2 separate regions of the Bombyx mori genome follow, and region 2 is linked to region 1. Evidence: chromatin contacts called from public Hi-C data. All regions are on one chromosome and are shown on one strand. Each heading gives the region's core, a stretch centred on a gene start, on an enhancer-like site or on the middle of the called end of the contact. The rest is flanking DNA. Distances are from core to core; before and after follow the strand shown.

Region 1 (7,195 bases), core at 2,351-4,850:
GGTATGTAGTGTGTGTAATGTTTTCTTTATTGATTTAATGTATATTTAAGGCATTATTTAAAAAAAATATTAGCATTGTGCACTTCTTCTCGATATTCTCTATAAGTGTGGAAAATATCATACTCCTCCGTCCGCGCAATTTTCGTAAAAAGGGATACAAAGTTTTTGCTTCACGTATTAATATATAGATTTAGAAATTTAGAGAAGCGTTAGTACAAATACAATGAATGTGATCATTCACAAGTTTTTTTTTTAAAGTAAATATGTTGATAACTTATTTCAATTTGATCATGTGAATCAAATATTTGGATTTTAAATAACAATGCATGCGTATGATGATGGAAAAATATATAAGTATTCCATAATGTTTTTAAAAATGTTCGAAACATAACAGCTGGCGGTCATGGGCTTGAACGCAACTTCCGCCGGAAACTCACGCCATACTCGTTGCACTTCACATCTTTATGTCGATCACATATCACGTTATATATTTGTGTGACTATATTGATATAATGTTTTAGTGTCACAAGACGCGTATGAAACCATTTTTATTCCAAGGTCAAAAACATATTAAACTTATTTACTGGTGGTAGGACCTCTTGTGAGTCCGCACGGGTAGGTACCACCACCCTGCCTATTTCTGCCGTGAAGCAGTAATGCGTTTCGGTTTGAAGGGTGGGGCAGCCGTTGTAACTATACTGAGACTTTAGAACCTATATCTCAAAGTGGGTGGCGCATTTACGTCATAGATGTCTATGGGCTCCAGTAACCACTTAATACCAGTGAAATGAAGACATTTTTAAGCATTTTCAATTCCAATAGCTAGAAGCGTATATTGTGTACATAGATTGTGTTTTGTTTCCAGATACGTCGTACGAGAAAGCATGTCGGCGAGGCTCTGCGCCAAACACACCGGTCCCAGGAGCACAGGCGCAGCACAGTCCGTCCCGATTAGCTTCGTTTTTCTTTTCGAAGCGTTCCTTCCGCAACAATCCGTTGAAAAGAACAAAATCAGCAACGAAACTGGAAAAAGAGCGAGCTCTGGCTGCCGTACCAACGCATCCGCCTACACACGCGCTGCGGACGTCCAGGTATAAACTAGTTATTAAAAATTATTATTAACTTTAATTTATAAACCCTTTGCGGTCTTAAGATTAATGTAATGTAAGACTATATGTCCAATACGCGAAGACAGGTTATTAAAATTGTGTAGACAATTTTAAGCTCTACACAGGTATTGACCAAATCTGTAGCGATAACTCTTTTTTTATTTTTATTACTTAGACGTGTGGACTAGCTCACAGCCCACCTGGTGTTAAGTGGTTACTGGAGCCCGTAGACATCTACAACGTAAATGCGCCACACACCTTGAGATATAAGTTCTAAGGTCTCAGTATAGTGCAACGGTTGCCCCACCCTTCAAACCGAAACGCATTACTGCTTCACGGCAGAAATAGGCAGGGCGGTAGTACCTGCCCGTGCCGACTCACAAGAGGTCCTACCACCAGTAAAACCACCCAGTAATGTAGACCTGTTTCATCTTTTAGATGAGTAGATTAGGTATAGAATACCTTATAAATATGTTGTTACGTACATAATATTATTTAGAAAAAAACATTCTTGTGTTTCTGGTTGATTCGAAGCTTAGTTTGTTGGCAAGGTTTAATAAATGTTAAACCCAATGCCTGTTATTAGTAATATTTTCAATTAGCAATTTCAAACAAAAACCTTTTCTATTATCAAACACGAATATTATTTAAATTAGCTTGAAGGATTTACAATTGCTTGTAGTTATTGTACTAAAGGACATTAATTTTGTAGCAATTATACGAAATTAGTCACTTATTTAGCCACCGTGAAAACGGGGTCAACAATCCATAGTGAACAAAAACACTAAGCAGTAAGTTCACTTTCTAATTGTTTTTCTACAATATGAGCACAGATAATCGGCCGAATGAACAAGATGGACAGCCTTTCATTATTATTAGAACAGCGCACTACTTTTGTGATGTTAGAAAAACATTATTGCCAAATTAATGTGCCCAAAGTATCAATCGATGGAGCTCATTTGACAAAAAAAAGCAAGCAATAAACATCCAATACCGTAATTATTATCTAAACAATTCCTGTCATTATCTATGCAAAGAAAAACTGGCGAGATTGTCTCTCTGTTTTCAATAGAAAGGTTTTTCTAAAGTTCATAATCCAGTCATTTTGATTTGTATTAGCCTACTCAAAAGTCAACGAAGAATCAAAAGAGTCACCAATATACTACCGATTTACAAACAGCGATGATATTAGCACTGAAACTTGTAATGAAATGTGGGTGTCTTTAAATTGACCTGTGGCTGTGTGCCGAGTGTCTAATGTATTTAACAAGGTGTCGTGACTGCATAACGTTATCAAGACCCGACGGTGTTGTCATAATTCGCAGGAGTGTCGCCCCTCCTCGTTCGCCTTCATTTACAGTGTGTTCTTAATTACTCCCCTCACTCGGCAAACACGAAGCTTCGTTCAAATAAAATAAATTAACTTTGAATGGACTACCTGTGTAGTAACTGTCAGTTAATTATTGCACACGATACTTTACGAATCCTTTACTAAGTTGATTGTTTTCGTAGAACTAATGTAACATAGAGAGTAGCAGAACACAATAATGTATTTAGAAAGTTATATTTATTCTTGAGAGAAATCGATTGGTTTTCTGATTATCGATATATTTAGAATACAACCTTATCTACGACGTTTTCTTACAACATGTTGCTTAAAAAATTATGTATTTTTTTTATTCTCAGATCTCACGAAAGTCTGTTATCTGCTCACTCTCCCGCCGTTTCTACAATGGACCTAGGCCCTCCGAATCAGGTACCATATTAATAAATACTACATAATACTCCTAAATTAAAACCAGTTTGTGCTATGTTAATAACTATTGACTCGTAATTTAGTTTTTGATAAAAAAAAACTCGTTCTAAATAGTACGCTCGATATTATCTCACATCCTGTATTACGAAGTATTTTTATGAATTCATTTTATCGTTACAATAACAAGTTCATTTTTGCTTTTAAAATGTGCATATCATGAAAGTAACGAAGTAAATAAAAGATTCAAAATTGCTTCCGATAGGTATTTATTGCTTAAATAAAGTAATGGCGTATAGTATTGTCGAATTATAATTTAATTGATTGAATAAATTTAACAACATTCATTTAGCTTGAGATCATTGAGTTTCCATTCAGCCCACTGAGTTTCTCGTCGGATCTTCTCAGTGGGCCGCGTTTCCGATTAGGTGGTAGATTCTGCGAAGCACGGCTCTTGCTAGGGTTCGTGTTAGCAACGTCGTCAGGTTTGAGCCCCGTGAGCTCACCTACTAGTTAAGGTAACGCTGAAATAGCCTCTCAAGGCTATCTATCAGCTTAGGTAGGAAAAAAAAAAGTTTCCAAAGACTTAACGCGCATTCTTTTTCAACACTAAAATTGCCTTTATCTATGAACCATAGAGATTGCTTTGGCAACATTAAAAATATATAATGTAATTTTACTATTTGTAGGTTGAAATACGCGCGCTTCATTCGTCAGTACTGGGCAGAGCGCATTGCTTCGCGCTGAGCGCAGAGAACCGCGCACCTCGATACTTCGCTTGTGCTTCCAGAAAGGAGCGAGACCGGTGGATATACAGGTAGTTGTTTTAACTCGAAAATCTTGTTTTTTTTTCAGTTCATACAATATCTCGCCACGTTAACATTGGTTAAATTTAATTTTAGAATTTTATCATTAAAGAAATCTTGCGATTATTAAATACCTAGTAAGATTTTTTTAATACGCTTTTATTAGCTCCAGCTCCAGACGTATGTATGTTAGTATGGAATCTTTGAACATGATTTTGACTCCCTTCAAAACGTCGGATTAACTCGAAATTCGGTATACTTATTAAGGACCGATGACAATTCGATATTTATTAAAAAAATTAAAAAAATTGAAATTCAACTAAAAATGAAAAATAAGCAATACTTTAAAAAAACTAACAAAATACACTTTTATGGAAAATTCAACTAAAAAACAATAATAAAATAATTTTTTCTTACACTATTTTTAATTCAAAATTATTAAAGTTTATTTTCTATTTTTAGTTGGATTTTCTATTAAAGCGTATTTTGTTAGTTTTTTTTACAATCAATACAATACTTTTTTTACATATTTTGTTAAAAATATTAGTTTTATTAAATCTTAAGATTTATTTTTAAATAATTGTTATCGCTGCGATCTCGCGACTGTTTTACTGAGAGACAAAAGTAGTAATTGAACGAGCCCATGACTCAGTACTCGTTGATTTACACTGTAATTCATAATAACAGCTAACTAATACTATAAGAGTGAAATTATTCGATGATCGTAATACATGCGACATATTAAAAGTAATGTTGAATGTGTTCGTAATTTATGCATTAGCGCATGTTTTAACCCATTGAATTCAAACTCGGTACCGTTATTGTTGGTACAATTAGGAATGTTTTAATTCACCATCTATATACCTACGACAAACACAAAGACGCGCCTGTAGTTCTAAGAAACTGGTGTATTTCACAAATTGAAGACAGTGGAAAATGTCTATGTTACGAAAGCAATTTAAATATTAGTGTTTTTTTTTTCTGAAATCAAAACCTGTCACGAATGTCGTCCTAATATTTTATAGTAAGGAAAGTCGGTTGGGGTACGACATGTGGGATGCCTTATTTATAAATATGTGAATTTAATAAAAGCCATTAGCAGTATCGAGATTCCCTAGTATAGTAATTCACATCAGAATAAACTAAAAATTGTATTGTTTATGTCATAAAAGGAAGTCAACTATTAAAATTCTAAAGTTCATTCATAACTATATTTTTAGAAATAGCCTTCAGATAGTTAGTTATTAATATAATGTGATGAAGATTAACGTGCGTCACATATACTTATTGTTTGTTTATAACAATTATCATTGGATACTCATTGTTCATGGAAACAATTTATGTACATTCAAGGGGTTTGTTTTCTTCAAGTGTTTTAAAATATAAACAATATCAGACTCGATTAGATCATGATCCACTAAAAATTATTATATCGAGGGGTGAAAGAAAGGCTTTTCGATTTATGCGACATTTTTGGATTTTTTCAGGAGAGCCATAAAAGTTAAGTTAAGTAAAAAGATTAATGTCGCACATTATTGAAAATGTTGCTTAAACAAAAGAGCCATTCACCCATGGGGAATGACATAAATTTGCAACATCCAATCGCTTCCTGTATTTGTTAGGCGCCTAAGGAATTTACTAGAGAGACGGTATTTACTGATGTTATGGCATATTGTGAACCGTCACAGATAGCTACCACCATTTCTTTCTAACTTCAAGCGATAAGGCTTTCTAGTTTGCAGATTCTGTCAATGTGTCTTAACATGGATTAATGCATTCACTTGGACTCCACGTTCGTGAACTACGATAACCAGTTAATACCAGATTGCGATCACTAAATCGCTAAACAATAAAATAATCCAATTAAATTTATTATATTACTAGCTGTACCCGTCCGCTTCGCTGGGCATTTAAAATTAACATTATTATTTCTCAACCCCACAAAGATTCTCAACATTAATGCCCCGCAACTGGTGTAGGGAGTCCAACACTCATATAAATATTAGCCTATCCATTAAGTACATATATTTTCTACATGAATACCAAGTTTCAAGTCAATCGGATGCATGGTTCAGTAGGTATAACGGAACATCCGAAAAACCACTGTAGATTTATATATTAGTATAAATATTATCAGTGAAGTTAAAAATCAATATTGTCTACTTCAGTTTGCGACAAGCGGCCCGACCGGACGAGATGCGGACGCGACGGTGCGAGCGGACTGTCAAGCTGTGGTTGTTGGAAGCCAAGGCCATACCACCGAAGAAGCGGTATTACTGCGAGATCATGCTCGATGAAACATTATATGCAAGGTATTTAATACTACTAATGTACGCCTAATTATCTAAATTCAACCCTATTCACTGATAACTTAAGATTTACATTTATTTCATTTGATATTTTATTTTAGTATTGGTATTATTAACAACAAAGCTTACGGAACGAGGAAACATCTTCGGAATTTTTTTTTTTTTTTGCATCGTCTTATTATCGATGAACATCGGTTGCACGCACCAAAAAGTGTCACGTTCCGCCTGAGCCTGAACTTGCAAGCGAGAGCGCGGAACAAGCGATAGAGAGGCACGATCGACACATTTATCTCACATACACAGTTCGAATAGTTCTGCTACTGACATTATCACGTAAAAGTATCTTCCGTAAATCGACTTTACAGACAACCTTTTATTTTTTGCTGTAAACTCTTTCTGACTGGAACGCGTTTCTATGTCTCCAGGTCATCGTCAAAGCTGAAGACCGAGTTGTGTTTCTGGGGCGAAGTGTACGAGTTCAGCGGTCTGCCGGCCGTGCGCGCGATACACGTGAACGTGTACCGCGAGCCGGAACGACGCAGCCGGAAACGAGACAAGCACGCTCTTGTCGGTGAGTACACCACGGATATACACCAGAACTACATACTAAAGAGCCAAATATACATCACTAACGTTACAACGTTACGTTTTTTACTGGTGGTAAGACCTCTTGTGAGTCCGCGCGGGTAGGTACCACCACCCTGCCTATTTCTGCCGTGAAGCAGTAATGCGTTTCGGTTTGAAGGGTGGGGCAGCCGCTGTAACTATACTGAGACCTTAGAACTTATATCTCAAGGTGGGTGGCGCATTGACGGTTGTAGATGTCTATGGGTTCCAGTAACCACTTAACACCAGGTGGGCTGTGAGATCGGCCACACATCAAAGCAATAAAAAAAAATACAAACGTATAACAAAAATACATAAATTACACACACCACTAGATGTACAAAGCCCCGGGAACTTGCGCGATAATAGCCTGTCGTTAATCCTTTCTAGTTTTTGTTTTTAAAAAAAAAGTATTCAAAACATCGGAAGTCAATATATAATGCCAATTTAAAAGAAAGACGAGTGATTGATCCATAAATTAGTTTAAATCCTGCCACTAAGCAGTGGACATTGAGATTTGGTCTTGGCTTCTTCGAGCTAGTCGCTTGACACATTCTTGTTAGGGGGTATTCGGATATAGAAATCGAAAAAAGAAAATAAGTATATCTAATA
Region 2 (7,195 bases), core at 2,866-5,365, 67 kb before region 1:
TAGACTTTAAACTCATGGACTGTAGTAACGACTCTGGCTTTAAAATCACAACTAAGTGTTAGGCGAGCAGACCCCATTTAATATTTGCCGTAGCAACATTTTCGCACAATAATTAAAAACAAATGCTATTTAGTTAATGACAATATTGATTTTGGGCATAAGCCAACTGTAATATTTAATGTGTAAGTATTGCTATTTTATACCAACTGCCTTAATGTTTAAATGTTTAGGTACATATATGATCTCATTTCGTATTTAAGTAACTCATAATGTTAAATTTAAAATAAATACGAATTCAAGCAGTTGTTGTATTACTCAAAACTATTACATGACAGAAATTTTAGCATCGAAAATTTTGTTTGCAAAAACTACAAGAATAATTAAGTATGTATTATGTATTGGTATCGTATTTCACTGTGCCAACAATATTTATAGAAGAAGCTATAATACTGTGCGTGTGTGTGTATTGGTAATTTGAGATTTTATTTGCAATGTGATATTTCGTAATGATTAGAAAACGATAATTTTATGCAAACATAATATATATCACAAATATCTTACAAATCGATTAGAAATAGAGTTTTTTAAAAATTAAAAATTTTTTAGTACGAAGCTAGGCAGCGGCTTGGCTCTGCTTCTGGCATTAAAGTCCATGGACGTCGTATGCTCGTCTGCCTACATGGACAATAAAAAAGGCAAAGTGGAAATTACAAGACTGTCCTAAGTTTTATTATTGGACTAATAGGCAGAGGAGTCCGTCAGATGGTAGGCCGTTACCATTGAGGACTACTTTCAAATCTCGTTTAAAGAAGGGCATATTAAAGCGCTAGAACACCACCGTTCATTTCAGAGTCCGGTGACAAGTATCAAAAGCGATAATCAATGCAGTTGTTCTAAGTGGTAAGGAAGAATTCTGCTCTGGTGGCAGGCGGTGCGATTGTAACGGTGGTGACCTTTCCGATCATCATATCAGAACTCTCCCCCACAAAACATACAACACAAGACCCAAAGAGCATTAATTAGACCCTGAGTTTCAAAACTGTTCATGAGATAGGGCATATCGGTCCTCCTTCTCGCGTTGTTTCCTCACTGCTGAGGGTCGTGACCATTATAGTTCGACAGGATTTTACTTCTTGTAATGTCCCTCCAGCTCCTCTGGTCATTGGCTGCATGAAGGGTTTCGTGGAATGGGATCTCTAGTGTGGTGCGGATTTGATCGAACCATCTTGTCAGATTGCGTTCGCGTGGTTTCTTTGCCTCGATCTTCTCTGCCACGAATAGTCTCTCTAGGCTATCAGTTTCCGAGCAATATGACCGAAGTACCCGAGTTTGCGGCAGAGTGTAGGCAGTCTTGTCTTGATCTACATTTGTTCTAAGATAGACACATTGGTTCTCTTAGCTGTCCAATCGGTAATATCGGTAAACTACACGAATAGGGAAGTAACAATTATCTATACTCTATACTAATATTATAAAGAGGAAAGATTTGTTTGTTTGTTTGTTTCGAATAGGCTCCGAAACTACTGGACCGATTTGAAAAATTCTTTTTCCATTAGAAACCGACATTGTCCCTGATGAACATAGGCTACTTTTTTCTTTTTTTTGGTTTCATGTGTGTTTTAATGTTTCCGAAGCGAAGCGAGGGCGGATCGCTAGTTTTTTAAATATTTGTATTCAAAGCCTTAATCTGAAAACATTATATTAATTCATTAAAAAATTAGTAAGGTTTTAAATTTAGTTCAATAAGAAAATAATGATCGAGATTCCTAAATTTATTGCTGTTAAAGTGTTGTCGCACAAACGACTCATGAGAAAAATAACGAAATATGTATATGTACTTAAACACCGGGCGTCTTATCCTTTTGGTCACAACGACCTTAATTTTCTGATTCGTTTGAAATAATTTGCGCAATCATTTAATATCGATCGATGCTTTCTTGGGTTTTTTTTTTGGCGAAGTTGGGTAGTATAAGTTCACGGCCCACTACATGTTCTTAGGAGATGAGAATACACCTCTGCCTGTCGCCACATTGTAAAATAAGATTGGAGTATTAATTGTAGTGATATAATGAGGGGTCCTTCAACCCGAACGTTCTGTCGCGACTGAAATTGGCTGAATGAAGAAGAATTGGCTTTATCATCAGAAAGGCTTAGCATATAAATGGACCTTAAGATTGACATGTTTATATGGGACATAATCGTAATGTGAAGATATTTATTACGTTAGTAAAACATCAAATGAATGAATTTAATTTCATGCTCAATCTAAGCGTGTGATAATTTCACGAAAACCGAGTAACTACGGCTCATTCATAGATCACGAATTTCTCATAATTATTTAACGTTGTACATTAAACTTGCTCATTGTTTTATAATTACCATTCATTTTGATGGTTATTTCGCATTGTAAGATTGGAATCAGTTTGCTGATTCATTGTTAGTTTCTAATTTCATACAACTTCAAATGTCACAAATTTGCGTAATTGGTGATGGTAGGAATTAACTTATAATTACGGGTGCTGTATTATTCATTACCTATTGCCTATTTATGCCATGCTCGTGGTTTGAAGGGTAGGACAGCAGTTAAACACTTCTGTATTTGACCTCACGTGTTAAAGCGGATAGTGGCATTCAAGTTGCGATGTGTATGGGACTTACAACAGTAATAACTAATAATAATAATAAACTAAATAAATATTTATATAATAAAAAAGCACACTGCGTATAAAATGTAACTTTATATGTAGTTATTTCTACTTGATATTAAAACTCAAGACTCAACTCAGACTCGTGCCCGGAGCAAATCTATCTATGAAAATCTATATTTCGTTTATTTTTTCTTTCAATCAATGATTTTATGTTTAAAGGTAGAGTTAGTATTGTATACATGTAATATATCTATGAGATTTTCATGTAAGAGTTGTGTTTTCATTGTATTATTGATTATTCAGAAAATAACCGCTTGAATCAGTCTATTTATTCGAATATTTCACCAGATAATTTGGCGTTCTTTTCTAATGTAGATACTTTTTTTTTATTGCCCTTGGAGGCAGACGAGCATACGGCCCACCTGATGGTGAGTGGTTACCGTCGCCCATGGACTTCAGCAATTCCATACTGAAAATCCCTGGATATGTTAACCAGAAGAATGTCTCTCGAATACTCTCTAATAAATACCCTCGAAAGTGTTTCACGTCTTGAAATTGGGAACATGGCAAATATGTTTTTTAAGGGGTAAGAATTTTTTAGGTATACGAAAATAATTATTTCTAGTTTATTTTTCGAGAAGTTGCTTCAAAACGATCAATTTTTCTAATGAAAACATATTCCCTATTCAATTTAGCGATAACCTGACTTCCAAGTGTCACTCACTGTTAGACGACCCAGTTTCCATATATGTATGGAATATACGTAATGGAAAGACTTATTTGATCGCTGACCATGATTTAAAAAGTTTATCAAAATAACAGTTTTAAACATGTTCTATTATACATTTTACGACAATGTTATAGGCGAATGATTATTGAACAAAATATCAATTTAAAAGTTACATTGGCATGCTTTATTGTGTGTCGGAAAAGCTAGTGTTTATTGTTGAAAATAGATATTTCTAATATTGTAATTCAGTTGATCTGATTAGTAGATTTACCGATTTTCCAATAAAAAATAATTTATTCTAAATCTTAGTCGCACTTATGTATTTTGCAGTGATAGAAGTCGTCGAGGGATACACCCCTATACTCAATGAAGGCCGTTAGTTGCTTGTCACTTTATTTAGTGACGGCGGTTGATTTACACACCAATTGTCTGTATCCATTCAATTGACACTTGATCTTATTTGCCAATTTATCTAATAGAGACCTCATGAAAACTTGTACTCCTGAGAATAACAATGAAAAACTGATGTAAGGATCTGTGATATGTGAATAAAAAATAAAGTGATGAGTCTCCAAAGGGAAAGGAAACCAAAGTTTAATATGTGGAAAGCAATAATTCATAGAAAAAGAAAATACAGTGAGGTTTTAACATGTGAACACGAAACTTACGCCGCCCTAGCGTCGATGCAAGGAGGTAATGCTGCGACACTACCGCCATCTCTGGACGCGTTGCGAGCATGTAAGTAGTACTACTAGTCGATAATAGATGGCGTTTCATACAAGTACGTTTTGAACTACTCACGACAAAATAAATCAGCTCAGAGATACTAACCAGTTATAAAATACAAGGATAACAAATTGTTTACTTTGTTTTAGAACACAATGTTTGAAATTGACTATTTCGATACCTGACAACATAAAGCTTGGTTTATTCCTCCTCCTCCTTCAGTCGATCGCTCATTGCTGAGCATCGTGATGCGCCCGCCTGTGACCTTTTTTTGTAATTTGTAGCCACTTATGTCGGTCTGTGGCACAGTGAAGTGCGTGGCTCAGTCTCATGTCCAGACACTCAGACACTTGGTCACTCCATCTTTTTCGGCTACGACCTCTGGATCGTCTTCCATCCACTTTACCCGTCACTATGAGTCTCTCCAGGTTGTCAGAGGGTTTTCTTGCTATATGACCAAAGTATTGGAGCACTCTATATAGACATTTGGTGGATAGCCTCTGGTCAACTTTTAGCTCGTTGAGGATGGAAGCGTTCGTCCGGAAAGCCGTCCAAGGGATGCGCAACATGCGCCGCCAGCACCACATCTCAAACGCGTCTATGCGTCGCCTGTCAGACTCTTTCAAGATCCAGGTCTCAGCCCCATACAAAAAGATTAAGAAAACGAGCGTCTCAACAATTTGCACTTTCGTTTTCTTGAGTATGTTTCGATCTCTCCATATTTTGTTTAGCTGGCTCATAGCGGATTTGGCCATTCCGATGCGTCGCCTTATTTCGGTTTCCGATCCACCTCTATTGGAAATAATCGAGCCGAGGTACACGAAAGTCTTGACGATGTCGTATTGGCCAAGAATATTATTCTCGTTAAGGGTGCCGTATTTATCCACGATCATGATCTTTGTTTTGGACTGGTTGATCTTTAGTCCCATTTCCTCGCTAACTATAACCAGACGTCGCAGCAGCTCCTCCATTTCCTCTTCTGATGACGCCACTAATGTGGTATCATCAGCGTATCGTAAGTTCGAGATCTTTACGCCCCCAACTGTGACGCCACCATCCCACTCCTCTAGGGTTTTGCGCATTATGTATTCGCCATAGATGTTAAAAAGTATGGGCGAGACGATGCAACCCTGGCGCACTCCTTTCTCAAATCGGAACTCTCTTGATTGTGCTGGGCCGATCCGTACCGATTGGTTTATTCAGTGAACACAATAACTTGAAATTGCTCCTTGAGAGGACGAGGACAATTTGAAACTAAATGTAAAAAAAAATACAATAGTGTTGTTTCACTATTATTGTGGGAAAATAGCACAATATGATTCACGCTATTGTGTTTGACATGCCGACCGCATCAAAAGCAACCGACCCTCTAAATAAGGTCGAGCTTATCTTAACGTCCCATTGACGTTGACGTTACCTTTGTGGTAGGTTGCTGTTTTTGAACTTAGATCTGAATTTTATTACTCCAGGAATAGAGAGAATGTTAAGCATAGCATTTGTTTTATCGCACTGAATCTACATCTAATACTATCAAATCAAATAATCTAAATCCATTCAATAATATCAAATCTTCAGTTTATCATTGTAAGCAATTTATACCGTAATAATATTTATAAAGAAGGTCAAACAGAAGCTCTGTATAAAACAAATGAAAATACGGACATATATTTGATTATCCGTTATTATTATTGTCCGTCATGGGATATTTTTGTTGTTCCTCAGTCCTCAGCCTCGCCATAAAAAAATATTTTTCGTAAATACACTACCATTTTGGTAAACAATTGCCTTTGTATCTACAAAAATCTGTAAAGGACATCGTCGCTTGGCAGCGTTGTTATTATAAGACGAAACAATGGGATGAATGTAAAATGTAATATCGTAGAAGCTTTATATGAGTTCAAAACAATATGCCTCCCACGACACAGTTTCCATGGGCTTACGTAAATTCTAGCTAATTACTGCGCATTTGCACAACAAGTTTGTACGTTTCCTCGTCAGATTGCGAGAAACAATAACAATAGTCATTGTAAAAATCTTATTTAAAAAAAATCTTATTATAAATTCGTAGTAATATTCTCGAGTATTCCTTACCTTTTCTTCGAACTCCATTTTTTTTTTCGCAATTAATAATAATATCGAGAAAGACCAGTAGTCTGTCTATATCTGCTGCAAAGTTTTATTGGTGGTGGCGTCTTGTGAGCCCGCCCGGATAGGTACTACCATCCTGCCTATTTCTGCCGTGAAGCAGTAATGCATTTCGGTTCGAAGGATGCGTTTTTGTGGCCGTTGTACTATAAAACCTCTGGTCTAACTCTAAAACTCTTGCTTTAATTTGGGTGGCGGCATTCACGTTGTTGATGATTATGGGCTCCGGTAACTCACCGTCAGGTGGGTATGTTCATCTAGCTTTCAAAGCTCACAAAATGTACAAAAGATCTCGGCTTTATCTTCATGTCTTTTGTGAAGTGAAATTTAAACACGTTACCTACCTGGGAATGGAAATACATAGCGTTGCTCACTAATTTAATCATTACTGTTAATATGAAAACTACTGTAATGTATCTTGGAATTATACGAGCTGGGAATACAATTATCCGAAGTTGGCGATAACGATTTCATTGAAACATAAATAAGCGTTTAAAATTAATATTAAATTCTATAAACTTATGGCTAATATTTTTTTTTATTAAATATGATTCGATTTTTGTCAGAAAATTGTAAAGAGGGCGGGCCTACTGGAAGAGATTTCAACATGAAATAAGTAGTGCCCTTGTACTCTGTATTCTTATTGTCGTGTTTTTTCTAACAGCTGTGTGTACAAAATATATTAAATAGATAAATAAAATAAATAAAAGAGTGACTATAAAAAATATATGAAAATAAACGAAATCAAATGCATAAACATGGAGAGACCAGTGTGTGTTGTGTTACAGATATTGACCTACTTTTGGCCAAATGTACATAATATAAACACGATATACTAGGCTAATTAATGTTTTGTTTCTCTCACACTTCAAAATAACTGATTTGTATGAGCAAGACCGAGATAAGTAAAGCAATCGTGCGGTCTGTAATAATTTGTTCTTAACGA

Evidence for each region. A called contact is a pair of places that touch in the nucleus more often than the background predicts.
Region 2: a contact with region 1 is called in a Hi-C map of whole pupa, with 1.9 times the contacts expected there. The contact joins two enhancer-like sites. A contact is called at or near these places in 2 of 7 Hi-C or Micro-C datasets (midgut and whole pupa).

What each region holds. Positions count from the first base shown.
Region 1 is chr15:5,185,271-5,192,465 of ASM3026992v2, reverse strand. It overlaps LOC101738176 (ras GTPase-activating protein raskol), which reads left to right. Exons shown (of 19, transcript XM_038015935.2): 5 at 866-1,091; 6 at 2,796-2,865; 7 at 3,552-3,679; 8 at 5,837-5,980; 9 at 6,403-6,548. Among protein-coding and RNA genes, the nearest start is that of LOC101738448, 20 kb to the right of the region's middle. Within about 2 kb of position 3,600, at least 4 of the 8 cell types and tissues checked have open chromatin away from gene starts, as enhancers often do.
Region 2 is chr15:5,252,636-5,259,830 of ASM3026992v2, reverse strand. All of the region lies in intron 4 of LOC101738176 (ras GTPase-activating protein raskol), which reads left to right. Among protein-coding and RNA genes, the nearest start is that of LOC134200270, 21 kb to the right of the region's middle. Within about 2 kb of position 4,115, at least 7 of the 8 cell types and tissues checked have open chromatin away from gene starts, as enhancers often do.